2 separate regions of the Pan troglodytes genome follow, and region 1 is linked to region 2. The links are chromatin contacts, called in public HiChIP or PLAC-seq maps. All regions are on one chromosome and are shown on one strand. The core of a region is the stretch at or near the end of the contact, and the rest is flanking DNA. Distances in the headings are between cores, read along the strand shown.

What was found. HiChIP or PLAC-seq counts read pairs in DNA pulled down with a chosen protein or histone mark.
Region 1: a contact with region 2 is called in an H3K4me3 HiChIP or PLAC-seq map of stem cell-derived excitatory neurons, with 2.1 times the contacts expected there. The contact joins the promoter of INTS5 here to the promoter of TEX54 in region 2. A contact is called at or near these places in 1 of 7 Hi-C or Micro-C datasets (stem cell-derived neural progenitor cells) and 1 of 1 datasets of contacts at active chromatin or transcription factors (stem cell-derived excitatory neurons).

Annotation. Positions count from the first base shown.
Region 1 is chr9:64,965,825-64,968,999 of NHGRI_mPanTro3-v2.0_pri, forward strand. It overlaps INTS5 (integrator complex subunit 5), which reads right to left and starts at 1,350. Exons shown (of 2, transcript XM_001154137.7): 1 at 1,096-1,350. The coding sequence starts at 1,175.
Region 2 is chr9:65,143,105-65,146,115 of NHGRI_mPanTro3-v2.0_pri, forward strand. It overlaps TEX54 (testis expressed 54), which reads right to left and starts at 1,607. Exons shown (of 1, transcript XM_054662365.2): 1 at 1,068-1,607. The coding sequence starts at 1,571. The coding sequence ends at 1,125. It overlaps STX5 (syntaxin 5), which reads right to left and starts at 1,037. Exons shown (of 11, transcript XM_508504.8): 1 at 704-1,037; 2 at 1-11. WDR74 (WD repeat domain 74) reads right to left here. Exons shown (of 12, transcript XM_063782979.1): 10 at 2,535-2,680; 11 at 2,361-2,417; 12 at 1,660-1,880. The coding sequence ends at 1,701.

The sequences.
Region 1 (3,175 bases), core at 100-2,599, 180 kb before region 2:
TGGGAGGCCAAGGAGGGTGGATCACTTGAGGTCAGAAGATCGAAACCAGCCTGGCCAACAGGGTGAAACCTCATCTCTATTAAAAATACAAAAAAAAAAAAAAAATAGCCAGGCATGGTGTAATCCCAGCTACTCAGGAGGCTGAGGCATGAGAATCGCTTGAACCCAGGAGGCGAAGGTTGCAGTAAGCCAAGATCACGCCACTGCACTCCAGCCTGGGAGTCAGGGCGACCATCTCAAAAAAAAAAAAAAAAAAAAAACACCTTTCCACTTTATCACCTTCTACCACCACCCCCGCCCCGCCCCATCCCACAACACAAGCACCTTGAAATCTCTTAATGGGAAAAAAAAAAAATTGTAAGCACCTTATTAAGGGCTCTCCCTCCTAACATCTGTTTCTTCCCATATTCTGCAAAATCTTAGTCACCTACCACCACATCAACCACCACCACCTACTCAGCACCCTCAATGTGCTTGGACATCAGGGTGTCCCAGGGCACAGAGTAATAATGCTTTTCAACCCTTTCCCTCCTAAAACATATATGGGTTCAGTCTCAGAGGTTCAGAAGCCAATGTCATGGGAGGTGGCAAATCCCCTTTCTCTTATCGCCTTTTCTGTCAAAGAAGACAGCATCCTCTAGGTGCTGATAAGGCTCTAACAGTGCCATTCCTCTGTTTCCTCCAAAAAACACCCTAATATAAGGGAATATCTCAGCCGGACTGCATTCTGTTTCTGGGCCTGGGGTCTCAGGGAGTCTCTATGAAGTCAGGACCCTGGGTTTCCTAGGGTCAAAAATGGCCCGGGCAGCTGGGTTCCCAAGAGTTCTGATACCCCCGACTCTTGGGAGAGGAAGCCCGGGGTCGAGGGTAGTTAGGCATTGGAGTCTAGCGAGAGGCAGGCCCGAGGTCGGGAGGGCGGGCACTGGAGCCCTGAGTTTTGGTGAAGCAGTCCCTGAGTTCTGGGAGGACCTGACCAAGAATCTCTCTGAGAACCCTGACGTGAGTTCTCGAGGTAGGATCCGGGTTTCTACCGAGAAGGCTAGGGATAGGCGCGGGGCCGCGCGGTGGGGGGAAGGTGCCAAGGGCTCTAACTACCTGAGAGGCGCGGGACCGTGGGTGGCCGGGGCAGGCCCAGGTGGCCCTGGGGCCCCGGGAGGGTCGCACAGCGCGGACATCCCGGAGCCCGAGCCGAACCCGAGGCGCGAGCGGCGGAGCGCAGGCGGCGCATGCGCGCTGACAGGAAACGCGAAAGGAACCAGCTACCAGGCCTCGCAGGAAAATTAATCCGGCGATGTCCTCGACCCTCTTACATTAGTTCCGCACCCTGTCGGAGTCCCAGAGCATAATCCCGGGACGATGATAGCAGGAAGCCGATTCGCCCTATATGCAACCACTTTATTCAAAAGCCTATTGACGTACAGACTAGGCCGGGCGCGGTGGCTCACGCCTATAAACCCAGCACTTTGAGAGCCCGAGAGGGCGGATCACCTGAGGTGAGGAGTTCAAGACCAGCCTGCCGTCTCTACTGAAAATACAAAAATTAGCCAGGCGTGGTGGCTTATGCCTGTAATCCCGATTACTCGGGAGGCTGAGGCAGGAGAATCGCTTGATCCCGGGAGGCAGAGATTGCAGTGAGCCGAGATCGCGCCACTGCACTCCAGCCTGGGCGACAGAGCAAGACTCCCAATACACACACACAGAATGAGAGAGAGACTAAAACTGGCCGCGGCCACTCACAGGGGTATTTTAATCATTTTTCCTAACGCCAAAAATACAAAATGTTCAACTCAGGACTTTAAAAAAATGAAGCATAGGAAGGTTTTGTTGTTGTTGTTGTTGTTGTTGTTATTGTTGTTTATTTTGTGACCGTGCAGTGATAGGATCACCCCTCTCGGCAGCCCCGACCTCCTGGGCTCAAGACATCCTCCCACCTCAACGTTCTAGGTAGCTGAGATTACAGGCGTGCGCCATCACACTTGGCTACTTTTTAAATATTTTCAGAGTTAGGGATTTGCAGGTGGGTGGGGCGAGCGTCTCGCTATGTTGCCCAGTCTGATCTCAAACTCCTGTCCTCAAGTGATTCACCCACCTCAGCTTCCCAAAGCACTGGGATTTCAGGAGTAAGCCACCACACCCAGCCAGTCTCTCTTTGTTTTTGTTTTGTTTTGTTTCGTTTTCCTTTTGAGACAGAGTCTCACTCCCTCACCCAGGCTGGAGTGCAGTGGTGAGATCTGAGCTCACTGCAACCTCCACTTTCCAGATTCAGGAGATTCTCCTGCCTCAGCCTCCCGAGTAGCTGGGACTATAGGCATCCACTACCAAATCTGGCTAATTTTTTTATTTTTATAGAGACAACGTTTTCCCCTGTCTGCCAATCTGGTCTCAAACTCCTGACCTCAAGTGATCCATCCACCTCAGCCTCCCAAAATGCTGGGATTACAGGCAAGAGCCACCGCACCCAGGCTTTTTTTAAAATCTCATTCTGTCGCCCAGGCTGGAGTGCAGTCTCGTCTCTGCAACCTCCACCTCCCAGGTTCAAGCAATTCTCCTGCCTCAGCCTCCCAAGTAGCTGGGACTACAAGCATGTGCCACCACGCCCAGCTAATTGGAGACATGTTGGCCAGGCTGGTCTCAAACTCCTGACCTCAGGTGATCCGCCCGCCTCAGCCTCCCAAAGTGCTGGGATTACAGGTGTTAGCCACTGCACCCCTCCTACAAAAATACTTTTACAAGAGAGAGAGAGAAAAGGGAAGAGAGAAAGCAGAAAAGAGATGGAAAGAAGAGAAAACTCATAAAAGAAAAAGAAAAACTAAGAAAGAGAAGGAGGGAGAGGGAGCCCAAAACAAATTGGGCTAGCTAGCCTGAAGATGTCCTCCCAGTAGCAAGTATGAATAACATCCTTCCATCCGTCTTCATTATTTAAGCTTCTCTCTCTCCCACAGCTTCCCAGCATAGGGACCTTCGTCTAACTCACAGCCCCACACCTGCCAGAGATAGAGCTTGCTAACTGTATAGGGAGCCAGTACACCTCATCAAGAGCCCTCACTCAAGCCAGTGTACCTAGATCAGGTTCCAGCTCTTCTACCTACTAGTTGTATACTTTACTTAACCACTACATAACTGTTCCTTCTTCTGGAAATGAGGAGGTAATATTAATAGTACAAATACCTCAAAG
Region 2 (3,011 bases), core at 357-2,856:
ATAACCTCGGACTGTTGTGGAGGGGAGAGTGTCATTCCCCAGGCAACTTCTTTCCCCAAACTCCCCTGCCCCACCCCAATCAACAAATCCTCGAGCCCCTTCTGCACTTCTCATGGACTTTCGCGCCCAGGACGCTCGCAAATCCTGGGGCGGACCAGCAGCGGAAAGGGCCCCGCTTTTCCCCTGTCCCAAGTCGAACCCGCTTCAGACTCTTCTTCCAACTTGGCTCTGGCGGCCAGAGCGCGGGCCCGGGACCCTGAAGCAGAGACAGGGCCAGAGCCAACCCCGTGGTCCTGAGACTCCGGCCCGGCCCGTGTAACTGCCCCGGGCCCTAACCCAGCCCTTTCGTTTCCGCGGTTTCCTTCGGCCCCTCAGGGAGGGCCAGTGACGGACCTCCAAAGACTGACACACTTCGGTGGGCGGAGGGGGAAAACCTCTGGGTGTTTATTTGAAACAGGAAGTCCCACCCCCCGCCCAAGGTCCGCCTTCTGGAAGACTTCAACCACTCATTAGCTAAGGCCGACGTCTCTCTCAACAGAGGCTTTCCTGATTGGACGGCAAGGAATTCGCTCACCCGGAGCCGGGCCAGCAGGACTTGCCCGCTCGCCCCTGATTCCCTTCCCCCCCGCCAGTCGTCGCCCCCGTGAAACCACTGCCCCAGAGCTGACACGGCGGCCAGATCCCCTCTTAAAGCGAATCTTACCTCCCCTCTGCCGCCTGCCGCCGCCGCCACTTCCAATCTCACCGGCCGTCACTGCCTCCTCCCCGAGCACTGAAGCCGCCGAAACCCGACCGAAGACTGGAAGCAGCCACGTCACCTACACGTAACCCCACCCCCAGTGACGAGGGGGCGGTCCCACGCGTTTCAAGCCCAGCGACCCGAAAGACACGCCCCACACCCAAACGCAGAGCGATCCCGCCCTCCCATTGGCTAAGGCGCCACCGTGACCCCGCCCCAGAGTACTACAGCAGGCGCTCAGGGGGCTGGGCCCGCCTCCGGGAAGGAGCCTTAAAGAACCAGCTGCCCGGTGGTGTCCGCGCCCAGTCCCCCAGAGTGGTCGTGCAGGTACACGTTAGAAATTTTATTCTCTGGAGGTTGGGGCGGACTGAGAGCAGGTCTGGGGTCATCCCTTCTCCGGCTCCTCCTGGTTGCCTTCTCGGATCGGACTCTCCTGCTTCCGAATCTGGTCTGATTGCCTCTTGCTTGGCCGCGAGGAGCCCCGACGACCGAACGTGGATAGTCGCCGCCACAGCACGGTGATCAGAAGGCTTTCGTTCGACTTGTGATTCGGATGGTCCGGGGAGTTCAAGTCGATACCTTCGGCGCCTGAGGGGACGACGAGGCCTCTGAGCTCACCCCTACCCTCGGGAAGCCCCCTCTCACACTCCCTGGGCCCTCTTTGTGTGTCTGTGGTCTCATCTTCCCTGCCGTCCTTAGACTCTTCCTCCTTGGACTGCTCATCAGACACCTCAAAGTCCTTGTCTTGGCAGCAGCCCATGGCCCCGCGTGGCCCTGGACTCCGTGCCACCCACGCCAGCCTGCCTGCCTCCAGGCCCGGCTTTTGTGACATCAGATATCCCGTCGCCCCAGCTCAGGCAGCCCCCACCCCAAGCTACCCTTCATTCCTTTCTCCCATCACAAAAGGCTCAGGGTCATGGTGGGTGTTCAGCAGTTTATTTACAAAGTGGGCACAGGGGCGTCAGGGGCTGGTGGACCCAGGCCGCTTCTTCTTTCTCCATCTCGTTTGGAGAGCTCCTTGGGTCTGCTCCAAACCCGAGAGCTTCCGCTTGGCAGCTGCCTCCAAGGATGCCCAAAGTTCATCTGTCTCTGTGTCTTCTAGGGGCACCTTGTTGGGTTCTTGAGGCTCTTGGGGCTCATCCTGGTGAGTGGGAAGAAAGCTTAGGAGTCAGGGGGGCCGGGCACGGTGGCTCCCACCTGTAATCTCAGCACTTTGGGAGACCAAGGCAGGAGGATTGCTTGAGCCCAGGACTTAGCGACCAGACTGGGCAACATAAGGAGACCCCATCTCCACAAAAAGAAGTTAAAAAAAAAAAAAAAGGAAAAAGAAAAGTAGTCAGGGGCACAGGGACAAACCCACAGGGAAGGAGACCCTGGCTGAGAAAGAATCCCTCTGGGTACCACCACCTTTATTCCCTGCTCCTAGAAAGCAACCCCATCCATGCTGTTGGCAATAACCCTCTCAGGATTTTAACTGTTAATGCCTCTCAGAGAAATTAAGTGACCAGGCAGGTAAACAGATAGTCCCAGGTCTGCATTCCAGCTGCCCCCTTTTCCTCTCCATAGGGAGGTCCTCACATCTATGCCCTTGGCTCCCACATTCCCGGGCCCAACTGCTCACCTCCCAGTTGTCCCTGCCTGACAAGAGGAGGCAGTTCAATTGAGACTTGAGATAAACCTGCAAAAGATGAGGGGCCTTAAGGAGCCAGGCATGCTGAGACAGAAACATGAACGGGGGGCACAGGAGGCGGGGCCTCCACAAGACCATGAGTTGGAGGTGGGAGAGATAACTTACCTTATGCTCCAGACCCCGTGGATTCTGGATCCTGTGTATCCTCAAGACTCTGTCCAAGCCACAGGAGGCTAGTAGAGGCTTTGAAGGGTGGCACTGCAACCCACGCACACTGCCTGCCAGCCCCTTCAGACAGCCCAGTAGACACCCTAGAGAAGGGGGGAAGCATCCGTGATAACTGGCTGGCCAATAACCAATCATTCATTGTTTCCTGTTCCAATCACTTTCCATTTCAACATTTAATCTGCAACAAAACCCTGAGACTGGAGCTTCTACTAATATTTCCATTTCGCAGGTGAGGAAACTAAGGCACAGGGAGTTGAAATAATTAGTTTAAGGTCATACAGCTTTTAGGGAAACCAGGATTTAAACCCAGGCAATCTGGCACCTGAATGAGGCCTCACTGGCCCCACTGCACCACCTTAGAGGGAATCCTGACCCTTCTCCCTGCTCCTTCCTTTCCCCCAATGTACCCTAGTC